Linked DNA regions of Mus musculus: region 2 is linked to region 1. Evidence: chromatin contacts called from public promoter capture Hi-C data. All regions are on one chromosome and are shown on one strand. Each heading gives the region's core, a stretch centred on a gene start, on an enhancer-like site or on the middle of the called end of the contact. The rest is flanking DNA. Distances are from core to core; before and after follow the strand shown.

Evidence for each region. Capture Hi-C pulls out chosen DNA fragments and counts their contacts.
Region 2: a promoter capture Hi-C map of adipose tissue shows a contact between it and region 1. The contact joins the promoter of Rskr here to the promoter of Dhrs13os in region 1. A contact is called at or near these places in 11 of 39 promoter capture datasets (the C10 cell line, cranial neural crest, embryonic stem cells and 6 more), 5 of 484 Hi-C or Micro-C datasets (embryonic stem cells and nephron progenitors) and 4 of 9 other capture datasets (adipose tissue, embryonic stem cells, liver and 1 more).

What each region holds. Positions count from the first base shown.
Region 1 is chr11:78,030,361-78,036,354 of GRCm38.p6, reverse strand. Dhrs13os (dehydrogenase/reductase (SDR family) member 13, opposite strand) reads left to right here and starts at 3,690. Exons shown (of 2, transcript NR_152257.1): 1 at 3,690-4,198; 2 at 4,424-5,994. Dhrs13 (dehydrogenase/reductase (SDR family) member 13) reads right to left here and starts at 4,042. Exons shown (of 5, transcript NM_183286.2): 1 at 3,857-4,042; 2 at 3,652-3,770; 3 at 2,219-2,342; 4 at 1,769-2,080. The coding sequence starts at 3,983. It overlaps Phf12 (PHD finger protein 12), which reads right to left. Exons shown (of 15, transcript NM_174852.3): 15 at 5,819-5,994.
Region 2 is chr11:78,287,812-78,294,321 of GRCm38.p6, reverse strand. Rskr (ribosomal protein S6 kinase related) reads right to left here and starts at 3,481. Exons shown (of 12, transcript NM_001287206.1): 1 at 3,383-3,481; 2 at 2,653-2,898; 3 at 2,484-2,567; 4 at 2,292-2,360; 5 at 1,848-1,917; 6 at 1,524-1,628; 7 at 1,328-1,368; 8 at 911-938; 9 at 704-793; 10 at 358-446; 11 at 150-260. The coding sequence starts at 3,439. It overlaps 2610507B11Rik (RIKEN cDNA 2610507B11 gene), which reads right to left. Exons shown (of 39, transcript NM_001002004.2): 35 at 6,255-6,390; 36 at 6,027-6,157; 37 at 5,280-5,381; 38 at 4,902-5,036; 39 at 3,697-4,518. The coding sequence ends at 4,339. Gm3948 (predicted gene 3948) reads left to right here. Exons shown (of 4, transcript NR_166889.1): 3 at 366-460; 4 at 1,149-1,479.

The DNA.
Region 1 (5,994 bases), core at 2,441-4,940:
TAAGAACCTATAGTATATCAGCCACCGTTTTTTTTTTTTAACACTGGGGATCTGTAATTGTAACAAGAGCTTAATAAAGGTTAATAGCATTATTATCAGTGCGATTACAAAGAAGCCCCAAACAACGGTTTTCTAAGATGTTAGTACGATGATCTAGGCGAGCCCTGTCTATTGTAGCCTATTGTCTAAGGACAAAGATGATTCACCAGCCCATGTCTCCTCCTCCTCCGTTCTAGGCACACCAGCCTCCTGCAGCACATTAGCAACACCTGCCTCTGTGCTCCTTATTCAAGTTCTGAGCTTCAAAGATCCCTTTATCTCTTTCAGATCTGTGTTCAATTCTAACCAAGTGTCTTCCTTGACAGCCACTGACAAAATAAAAACGTTACATCTGAGAAGGTCCCTCTTTTCCTGTTTATCTTTCCCTAGTGTCTCTCTCCGGATGTTATCGCCACTTGTCATGGGATATGAGGGCGAGGTCCTTGGTGTTTGCTTTGTCTTCTCTCAGAGAGACGGGGTCTTACAGACCAAGGCGGCCTCACTACTTTTGTCCCAGCACATAAATCATGCCTACTGTATAGTAGGTTCCATAAAGAAAGGGATCCTTGACTGGATGGCACCGTACTTATCATCACCACCGCCCTGACTTGTCTTTTCAGTGGTGTTGGGGACCAAACCCAATCTTAGCTTGGTGTGGTGGCTTATATGGGAAATCTAAATATGAGGCAAGAAGTTTGGGGTGAATTTGAGGCTTGACTGAGCTACCCAGAATTCCAGAAAACTGTCTCAACCACCCCCCTCCCCCATCAAAACTAAAACAAAAAACAGAACAAAATAAAATGCCAACAAACAGCTAGAACAACCAGATGGCTCAGTGGTTAAGAGTACTCGCTGCTCTTGTAGAGGACCTGGGTTTTTGGTTTTAAAGATTTTATTTATTTTTTTATTCATATGAGTGCACTGTAGCTATTTTCAAACACACCAGAAGAGGGCATCAGACCCCATTACAGATGGTTGTGAGCCACCATGTGGCTACTGGGAACTGAACTCAGGACCTCTGGAAGAGCAGTCAGTGCTCTTAACCGCTGAGCCATCTCTCCAGCCCCTAGGTTGGTTCTTAGCACCCACATGGAAGGAAGGTCACAACCATCCGTAACACCAGTGCTAGGAGAATCTTACGTCTGTGGGCACTGCCACCACTACAGTATATAGCCATGCAGAGAAAACTAACACATACACATACACACACACACACACACACACACACACACTAAACTAAGCCAGGAATGATGTTCCATACCTTTGATCCCAGCACTCTGGAGACAGAAGCAGGCAGGTCTTTGGATGTTTGAGGCCAGCCTTGCCTACAAAGCAAACTCCAGGCCAGCTTAGTCTACACAGTGAGATCCTGTCTCAAAACCAAATCAACCAAACAACCAACCAACCAAACATCCTAAACCAAAGAGCAGAAGCTCAGGGTTTGGCCTATACTAGGACATGTGTTCTACCTATCAGCTGCAGCCGCAGCCCTCTATATTATCATCAGGATCTTGTTTTATCCCCAAGCCAGTGGTCAGCATCCAAGCGTGAAGGTGAGCAAGGAAGAAAACAGATGAGAAGAAAGTCTGCTCCCAAGATCAGCAAGGAACAGGTTTCCCTTTGACCATGTTTCCATTCTGTGACTCAATAGGAGACTGGGGGTATGGAGGCACATAGTAACATACAAAGATGCTAGAGAAGTAAGGAAGAGCCGTCAGTCAGGCCTCACCTGGGTGGGCCGCATAGCAGGTAACACCAGTGCCCTCAAGCTGGGTGGCAAGCTCCCGGGCAAACAGCACGTTGGCTAGTTTGCTGTCAGCGTACGCCCGAAGCTCCTGCTGCCAGCCCACCACTGGGCAGTCCAGACGTGTGAAGTCGAGACGACCACGTCGGTGGGCAGCCGATGACACTATTACCACACGGCTGGGGGCACATGACCTCAGGCGGGGTAGCAACAAGTGCGTCAGCAGAAAAGGGCCAACATGGTTCACTCGCAACAGCAGGTTAAAGGTTTCCCGAGTCCGGCCACAGGAGCTGATCCCTAGAGCAGAAGCTAGGCATGAGGTGCTGTCATAGGTGTCCCACAGGTCTTAGAATCCCCACTTGTGAGATGTGTCTGCTGGAGGGTCTGCCTCTCCAGGCTCCCCGCCGCCCTCCCACAGGGCCTGCTACTCCTCACCTGCATTGTGGATGAGGACGTCCAGCCTTGGCTCAGAGCTTAAGAAGGCTGTGGCAAAGGCCTGCACGGAGGCCAGACTGGCCAAGTCCAAGGCCATGAAGATGACCTCATTGTTTCCACTTTCCTGTGGAGCAGCAAGGGCTAGGATTGTTACTGGGTATCTCCCTTCTCCTCCCTCTTTCCAGGCTTCTGAGAGTCTACCCACCTATGACTAAAACCTGCCTCTATGCATCAGCGTGTAATGGGTGTGTGGATTCAAATCTTGACTTTGCCCCTAACTAGAGTGTGACTTCAGACGTGATACTGAATATCTTTTGGGCCTCTGTTCTCTTACTGAAAAATGAGAGGATAGTAATAATATTAACAGCAATAATAATACTTTCTACTGGAAAAAAAAGCTGGGAGAGTTAAATCAGATAAAATACATGTATGTCTGGTGTGGTGGCACACATTGGTTATCCTAGCTACCCTTTTGTCACCAGTTCAAGGCCTGCCTGAGCTAGAGTTAATATATATTAAATACCCAGTCAGCAGCGTGCAGGTATTTGCCATTAACATCCCTTGTTTTTATTATCATTTACCATAAAAATCAATTACAGCCTTTCACCTGTTGTAGACAGCATCTTGCTACGTAGCTCAGACTGCCTTGGAACTCATGATCTCCCTTCCTCAGCCTCTTCAGGGCTGGAATTACAGGTGTGCACCAGCATGTCCTGCTGTAACAAACTTTTCCTAAGAGACTGTGGTCTTCTCTTACACACCTTTTTAAAAAAAATTTATTTTATTTGTTTGCTTGTTTATTTTGAGACAGAGTCTTAGGATGTAGCCCAAGCTGGTCTTCAACTCACAGAAATCTACCTGTCTCTGCCTCTCAAGTGCTAGGATTAAAGGTATGTGACCCTCTCACTCCTGTCCTCTGCAGTCTAGACACCGCACAGTTCTAAGAAATTCATCTGAAAAAGCCATCAGGATGGTCCAGAGCCTACTGAAGTGTCTTCTCTGCTCAGCTGTCTTCAACTCGATGGTATTTGGAAGGGCCTTCAGAAGCTGGCTGTGGCTCAGAACCACTTCAGGACATTCCTTTTATTCCTTGCTTCATCTCCCGCCCCCTGTCTCTCCAATTAGACTCTCTAGTCTCAGGGCATTTGCACCTGCTGTTCTTTCTGCATCTCTTCATTATCCTAACCCTTCCTTCTTTGTCGCCTTTGCCAAGGCTGGCCTTGAGCTCGCAGCCCGGTGCTGGGACCACACCTGACTTCATTAACTCTGATTCTTAAAGCTCTCAAGATTAAAGACCACAGCAGTCCCTGCATCTTCCTCTCTGTTTAAGGGATAGTGAGGCTCTCTCCTCTCAGATCTTGATTCCTCCGTCGCTCTGCTCCGCCCTCCGCGTCCCGGGCTCACCCGCCTCCCGCATTCCCCTATGGTCTCACCTGACGGAGGTCGAAAGCGGCCGCTTCCCCGCGCTCCCGGCTGCGGCAGGCCAGCACCACGCGCGCTCCCCGGCGCGCCAGCTCCAGCGCTGTCATCTTTCCGATGCCGCTATTGGCGCCTGCGGGCGGCGGGTGGGAGCCAGCTCAGCCGGTCGGGCCGCGGCCACCCGCCCGGCCTCCCCGCCGCCCGCTCGCGCGCACTCACCAGTGACCACGACCGTGCGGCCCCGAAGGCTGCCGATGCCGCCGCACGACGGGGCCTTCACCAGGTTGTAGTAGACAAGCACGTAGGCGCCCAGCAGCAGCCCGGCGCCCAGCAGCAGCATCTCCATGCCGGCAGTGCTCCCGATTCCCGCCCGGGCCTCGTCGCTCCCGCCTCGGCCTCGCGAGGGCGGCGGCAGGCTGGGCAGGGGTGTGCGCGCACGCGTGGCCCCTGCGAGCGCCCCCTAGGCGTGCGCCTGCGTGCCCTGGCGGCGTGCCTAGGAGAAACACCTTGGAGTCCTGGGAGCGCCCTCTAGGCTTGCGAACTCCCGGGAACGCGTGCTCGGTAAGTACCCGGAAACATCTGCCTGAGGGACGGGTGGGTGTGTGCATGCCTAGGGCCCTGAGATCTCCGCTCAGGCTTTGGGCGTGCTTCTGGATTCTGGGCGGGCGCCGGCGGTGAGAGCACTGCGTAGGTGTCTGTGCCCATCGCGGGAGTCCTCCAGGCTGTGCATGCATCTGTAGTCTCCACCAACGCGTGTGACTGAATGAACATCTCTGTTTACTCTAGGTGTGAGTATGTAGCAGTCTCTCAGTCTGGAGTCCTGTGTACATGAATGGGCTCGTGTGTCTGGAGTCGAGTCCTGGATGCCTTTTCCTCAATGAAGCGACTCTTTTCTCATTCTTTCATTATCCAGCCCTCCGCTGCTCTTCTAGGACATTTCCCGTTACAGGCCAGAGGCATGAGGCTTCTTATGCTGGCACTGACAGGGTTGTCAGGATTCAACCATGTGATTTCCTAACTTTGTGACCCCACCCCTTTCCCTGTCGATTTTGGAGGTGGTTTCCCTAGGCCCATGGTGGCCTTAAATTTGAGATCCTCCTTCCTCAAACTCCGAAACAGTGGGTATTACATGGTTGTTACTCCATGACCTCTGCTTTCGAAAAGGCGGTAATTTGTTTCTAGAACGGTTCACAGGTAGCAAGACTAGGTAGGTAGACACTCCATTACTCTGGAAACAGTGACTGAGGGTAAGCTGGGCAGGGACAGCTAGGGATGTGGGCATTCCAAGCAGGACCTTGCCTAGGACAGTGAAGGACAGGTAGTTCCTTTCTGCCTTTGGAGGTTTAAGAAGTCCTTCCTGAAGTGGAAGCAGAGTGGCAGGGACAAGAATACAACTATATGTGGGAGTCAGGGTCAGATTTCTGAGACCAGGGAATTCCCTATTTAATACTGCACTGTGTTCTTGGAGCACAACTATAGACGCTGTGGATGTAAAGCTCGTCTTCTAGCCCTATCAACAGACTTGAATATATGAATAGGTACTAGTTAGAATAGTGCCAGAACACAGATTTTTCTAGGGGACTGTTCTCAGGAAGAACTTCCTGAATAAGCCATCTCCAGGAAGCTAGCAGGATGCCCAGGAAATTAGAATTAGGGTAACACAGCAGGGTATTTCCTGATGAGAACAGCAGAAGTTATTCAAGTTACACCAAGAGCCGCACAGGCTAGAGCAGCAGTCTTTAACCTGGGTCACCTCCTTACCAAGAGTCGAAGGACCCCTTCACAGGAGTTGCATCTCAGATATCCTGTGTCAGACATTTATAATTTGCAACAGTAGCAAAATTAAAGTTATGATGTAGCACTGAAATACTTTTAGGGTAGGTGGTCACCACACGACAGACTGTATAAAAGGGTCACAGCATCAGGACTGTTGAGAACCATTGGTCTAGAGAGATGTTACTGTATTAGGGCTCCCTAGGGAAACAGCAGCCCTCCAAAGGCAAGCACTCCTTTCCAGTTCCCTCTCAGAGCTTAGGCTCCCTTCACTAACATCTGCCTTCTCCACCAAGCTTCCCTGGAGACTACCTGAGACTGACACTTGTACAAAGGGTGTGAAAAGTGAGATCCAGGACACTTCCCCTTCTAAGCATGACAGGGAGGACAGACAGGCAGAAAACATAATTTGAAGTATTTTTGGTTTTTATATACAGAATACAGGAAAGTTTCTGTCAAGTCTAAAACATTACAATTACTATGTACATTGGTTGTGGGGAAGAGGAAGTATCTGGGGTGAGGAGGAAGAGAAGTGGTAAGAACAAAAAAGGACACAGAACAGGTTTACGACAAAAACGCCTTTG
Region 2 (6,510 bases), core at 2,232-4,731, 260 kb before region 1:
AGGAATGAAATCCACAGTAACAGTTAGAGGGGAAATGGTGAGTCAGCCATCTCAATCCCCATCCAAAAGGGGGGTGGGTGGGAAACAGCACTTCAATGAAAAGATGATGGATAGTTTGGGAGTCAAAAAGGAAGATAGTGTATGCTTACCTCATGGAGCAGGAGTGAGAGCTCCTGATTAATAGACGCTGGGATCTCAGATTCACAGTGGGCCACACTTGCCAACATAGCCACATGATCTCTCTCTGCAGCCACTGGAAACTGAGTTAAAGGGTGGGAAGGCAAGGCTTTCTAAGGTCTTTTTCCACCACAAAGCAAAACTCTCTTCCCTGTTCAACACCACTAACCATTCTCTCACCTTACCAGTTGCCAGAGAGAAAAGCAACACACCCAGGGACCACCAGTCAGCAGTGTGGTTGTAAGGCCCACCACTCAGGACCTCTGGGGCTGTGGCACGAAAGGTACTTGTCACTCACATCTTTTCATTCATTTATTTATTTTTTGTTTTTGTTTTTTTGAGACAGGGTTTCTCTGTATAGCCCTGGCTGTCCTGAAACTCACTTTGTAGACCAGGCTGGCCTGGAACTCAGAAATCTGCCTGCTTCTGCCTCCCTAGTGCTGGGATTAAAGGCGTGCGCCACCACACCGGGCTGTCACTCACATCCTTAAGTCACCTTCCCTACCAACTTTAGCTTCTCTCTCACCCATGTATTGAAGAGTGCCGCAGATAGTGTAGGCTCGTGCTCCCTGGGATAGGTGGCGAGACAGACCAAAGTCTGTCACTTTCAGATGGCCTACGAAGTAAGGAAACTATGTTCAACCCATGTTTGTTTGTTTGTTTTTTGTTTCACTTTGGTTTTGTTTTTTAAGAGGTACCACTTGTCCTGGGGCTAAAGAAGGAAAAGACATACCTCGTTCATCCAGCAGGATATTCTCCATCTGAAATCATGGGCAAGAGGACATTATCTTACTTTTTCCTTTGGCTCTGATTTGGTTTTTCATTGTTGTTATTTTTGACATAGGGTGTTACTGTGTAGCTCAGGCCAGCTGGGAATTTTATATACCAGCCTCACATATGGCACTCCTCCTGCCTCCCAACAGTGCTGGGGAATAGACATGTATGACCACACCTGGCATTCTTTCCCGTAGAGCTGCTAGCTGGAGAAGGTAGTCTACTCAGCACTCAAGCCTATACTTGGAGGACCCACACCCAAATCCTTCGCATCCATAGGAACCCAAATAACCGTCTCTGCTTCCTACTGCCTTCTCAGATCTGTGGAAACTTCTTGAGATCCTTGCTCAACTTAAGAGAAAAGACTTAACTCTACCTTTACATCACGGTGGATGATACCCAAGTCGTGGAGATAGCCTGTGGAGAACAGTGGGCATGGGTGTGTCTGCCAGTTTCTTTGTAGCCCCTATCTCTCCTCTATCCTGACTTCCAAAATTAAATATTAATTCTGTTTCTCCTCCCCACTAACTTAATTTCCCCCTTTTTATTTCCTTTACCACATTTGCACTTACACAGTACAAGGACCAGTTCAGCTGCAAAGAGACGGATAGAATCCTCTGGAAACCAACCAACAGTAGACCACAGGGAGTAGAGATCCATGCTGCAGTAGCTACACACTGCAAAGTAACACAAGTCTAGGCAATACTGAGGTCTATACATAATGCCTAGGCTCAAGGCATTATGGACCTCCTGCCCAAACTAATGCCACCATCTGTTTCCCTCTTTTGGAATATAGAAATGTTATGAGGAGTGGAGCCAAACAAAGGCAGAATAATGTCAGGTGGGGAGGGCAGTATATGGATCTTTGGGGGTGAAGACAAAGCTCAGTCACTCACTAATAAAGAGGTGTTGTTTCCCCTGCCAGCTGTCCCCCAAACTGTGTACAAAAGGATGGTTGATCTGTCGCTATGGACAAAGAAAACAGCAAGTTAGGAAAACAAGCTTCTTGATGATAAAGGCAGCTAAGAAATCACATGTTGCCTTGTGTAGAAGTGAACTGCTGCTTCACCTTCTGATTCAGAACTCATTTAGGACTCTTGGAAAACCTTGGAGCCAGCACACTGCTTAGGAGCACACCACGATACACTGTAGAGTCCCCTGGCAGAACTTGGAGCTTGTCCTCAGCTAATAACTACTTTTCTCAGGATTTACTTTGGTGCTATCTACTCCAGGACGGACACATACAGGGAAGGTAGACCCAAGAAAACCAGGTAAGTTGGAAAAAGGTACTTTCTCCAACAAATTCAGGTCTCCAGCCATGCTTTCAGAACTCTGCATACCTGGATGCTAACCTCTTCTTTGCACTGCCTCAGCGTATCCCGCTGTAGAACTTTTACTTTGGGCACCACCTATAAGTGTAGAGGCATGGTAACTCATGAAAATCATGCTATTTTAACTTGTTCCCCCTAATCTCTGGAACTAAAGATTGTAAACAGGATCTACTGAGTAAGCTACATCGCTTGACTTCCTACCTTCACTGCAAATACAGCTTTCTGGGCACAATCTAGCACTTTCAGGACAGTTCCAAACGAACCTTTAGCCACAAGGCCTAAAATCTGAACAAAGAAGAGGGAAACTGAGACTGGTTGTTTGTAGATTCCTCCCTAAAACAGACACTTCCCAGGGGCTATGGTGACCTACCTTCAGCTCCTGCTGCTCCCTAACAGGCCTCACGGGAAACTCTGGTAGAAAGAGGCTGATGAACTGAGGCACTGGCCACTCAGACTGAGGCTTCTCTAGTAGCAGTGGGGCTGGCTGGAGCAGCTCCTGATGTAGGCACTGATGCCTCTGTAGTCCCCATAGTTCTTCCAGACCTGACCTGATGGTCCCCATACCACACCAGAGGCTCTTCCAGCCTTGGACCCAGTGACCCTGGATGTTGTCACCCTGCTGAGAAGGGAGCCATTCTAAGCCTGCTCATGAAGCACTGCAGGTTCTGCCCATCTTAACAGGCACCCCTTCCTCTAGTCTTAACCAATGCTGTGGTGACCCCCAACCATAAAACTGTTACTTCATAACTGCAGTATAAGTACCTGATATGCAGGATATCTAATGTAACCCGTGTGAAAGGAGTCACAACACACATGCTGACAACCACTTATCTAGAGGGAAGGAAAATTCCCAGGCTTTGTGATGTGACCTAAATTTCCTTGACTTAATTCAAAATCTCCATGACAATAACAGGTTTATGTTTTCACAACAAAACAGGAATACAACCTGTGCATAAGTGAGTTCTATAGCCTTTATGCCCACCCCAACAATGGATATCAGTGACAGTCTCCTAACTGGGCACTTTCTAGCCTCAGGCCCCTACATCTTTCATTTCCCTCCCATAGGCAGCCAGAGCCTATACCAGAGCCCCATACCCTACCTTCTGAGGAGCAGACACCCGGGTGTGTTGTCCCTGCCGACAGCTTACTGCTCCCATTTCCAGCCTCTGCCTCTTTTCGCGCTGCTAAATCTGTTGTCCAAGTTACATAAGCAATTCCTCCCTCTGATGCTGCATTACCCATGAGCCCCACCTCTTCCAGTGTACACAGACCCATCAGCTTTAGGTCAGCATCATACCCAAACTGGGAAGTATATGTGATTGTGGTAAGACTTCAAGGCAGAGGAGAAAGACAAGACCAGTCATTACTGGGGCAGTTAAAAAATGTGTTGGGTTAGTGAGGAGGGAAGGACACAGACAACTTGAACGCTTTTACTCAATACAATTAAAAAAGGCCAACATCAAATTTAAAATATTTTTTCTTTAAATCTCTTTTTTCTCCATTCTCCTGGGCATACCCCAGGGAGGAAAGTAAGGTACCCATGGCCAGCCCTGGCTCCTAATGCCATCCTCCCAAGTGAGCACAGACTGGGAAGTTTATCCCCCAAACCCAACACCTCTTAGACAACAAGGCAGTGGAGTGAGGCACAGAGGATCAGACTCCTTCCCTTAGCTTATTGGCACAAAGGGAGAGCAATTACATTTAGAAATATATATATATGTTTTATATATATATATCTTTATAAAAATTTATCATACTTGATCAAAACTATCCCCCAACCCTTTCTGTTGCCCCGAAAGAGCAGGATACTAGGCTTGGACACAATCCCTGGGTCTTCTGGTTTTCTTGCCCCTGTGGCCCTGGGTCTAATCCCATGAGAGGGAACCCAGCGCTTTGTCCACCATGCCCTGCAGGGACAGGCCAGCTGTTGAACAATGTCTCTCAGTTCCCATATGCCCCACAAATCCTGCAGGATGAAGGGAAGCTCTGCCCACCCTCAAGTCCCTGGATCCTGAGCCAGAGTCAATTCTATACTGTAGTCACTTGGGTCTCCACATCACTTGCGCCTGCCGAAGATGGACTTCTTGCCAGGGTTCTTGTCGCCCACACTTAAACCAATGAGGAGCCGAGCTTTCTCTTCTTCCTGCTGTTGCATGTTCAGGTCACACTTTGTTTCTAGCTTTCCCCGGACCTCAGACCCCGTTGCAGGTTTCAGCCTTAGTTTTTCTTTGATTACCTGGCAGTGGAAAGGAATAAAAGGAAAGGAAAAATTAGTGAAACGGGGTGTACAATTTAAAGTGAACCAATTCAAAGATTTATTAAGCTTATATGTAAACACAAAAGGGCACTTCAAAGTATATAGATAATAGTCTGCTTGTAAGAAGCTTACAATCTAATCAGAACCATCATAAAGCTGATGTTGTAGAAGCCCTTAATTCCCTCAAAATTAATGAGTCACTAGCATACCAGGGCAAAGGCATGGACAAACAAGGACAGATCAGTCATTATCTGCCCCTTTCCTGGCCATCTCTTAATACAGCACAGAAGAGAAGGCTCTTAAAAAGGCAATGTGCTTGCCAGTCCCTGCTAACGAAACAGCCATGAGCCCTGGCGAGATACCTGGGCAACCAGAGCTTTTCGGCTGTCCCTTTTGACAGCCATGGCAAAGTCCAGCCATGTCCACGTGTTGTTGTGGTACTCCAGACAGGGTAGCACCAAGTTAAGGTCGCCCCAGTCCACACTGTTCTTCTCACCCTGCAACAGGAAGAGAAAGAGGGAAAAGAGCTGCCATTTTGAATCTAAGCCAGAACTCTGAGTAGAATTCCTACAACAGCAACCGACATATTTGAATTCCCTCCCATTCTGGTGATGGGGCTGACTCCTGCAGAAAGCAGGACAGGTTTGTCACCCATGGCCCACTTTCACAGGAAGCCCAACTGTCACCCTGTCTATAATCTTTAGTCCCCTTCCTACTCTAAGTGCTGGGATGGAATATACCTTATAACTGACACACAGTGGAACTTGTGGGATTTTTATATATATGAAGGAGTTGTTCATGGCAGCTCGCTCTTTCATCTTGTCAATATCATCAACTGGGTGCTGGGAAAGACAGAAAAGGAGCATAAGCCCTAAAACCACCAGAGCAACCCAAGATGCTAAATTACTCCACTCTCAGTCCTGGAGAAGACTTAAGACCAAAGGAACAACACCCACCCAGGTCCACAGAAACTATTAATACCCATTTAAAAAATCTAAACATACTAAAATGTTTTTACCTTTTTGTTTCTTTTTTTGTTTTTTTTTTTAAGATTTATTTATTTATTATATGGAAGTACATTGTAGCTGTCTTCAGACACTCCAGAAGAGGGAGTCAGATCTCGCTACGGATGGTTGTGAGCCACCATGTGGTTGCTGGGATTTGAACTCTGGACCTTCGGAAGAGCAGTCGGGTGCTCTTACCCACTGAGCCATCTCACCAGCCCCTACCTTTTTGTTTCTTTTGCTTTTTGTTGTTTTGTTTTGGTAGCAACAGGGTTTCTTTGTATATCATTCCTGGCCTGCCTCTGCTTCCCAAGTGCTGAGATTAAAGGTGTGTGCCCCCATGCTAGGCTTCTTTTGCCTTTTTTGAGATAGGATCTCATACAGTCCAAGCTGCCCTTGGACTTATCTTCCAGCTCCTGTCCTCAAGTGTTGAAATTATAGTGGACCACCACATTTAGGTTCTCTGATTTTCATATGCCATACCTCAGGTAATTTGCGAAATGATCTTCTGACTCCAGAACTCCTGGTCAAGCCCTGTGCCACGCCCTTCCCGGAGCCCAGTGGTACTGCATCATCTGTTGCTATCAGCTGCCGAGGCTTTACAACTGGTATTCCTGTGAAAAAGCATGCAAACCAACAGTGACTCTCTTCCTGAAGCTGCTTTAGGCTGCCACTCCATATTCCTGGCATTCCAACATAACCAATTCTTACCAGTAGTCACCAGTTTGGACTTATCCTCTTCATCACCAACTTCATCATCTTCTACATTTCGACCAGGAAAGAAAAAGCCCATCATTCTATGGAAGAACCGGTGGGACAGCTGGATGGTGAGAGGCACCACATTTACCTGAGAGGGAAAGAGGTGAAGAAACAATTAAGCTCAAGTACTAGCCCTGTCTTTGATTACTAACTAGTTTAACAGTTATAACTAGTTAGTTTTGAGCTAACCTTTGACCAAGAGTTCCCA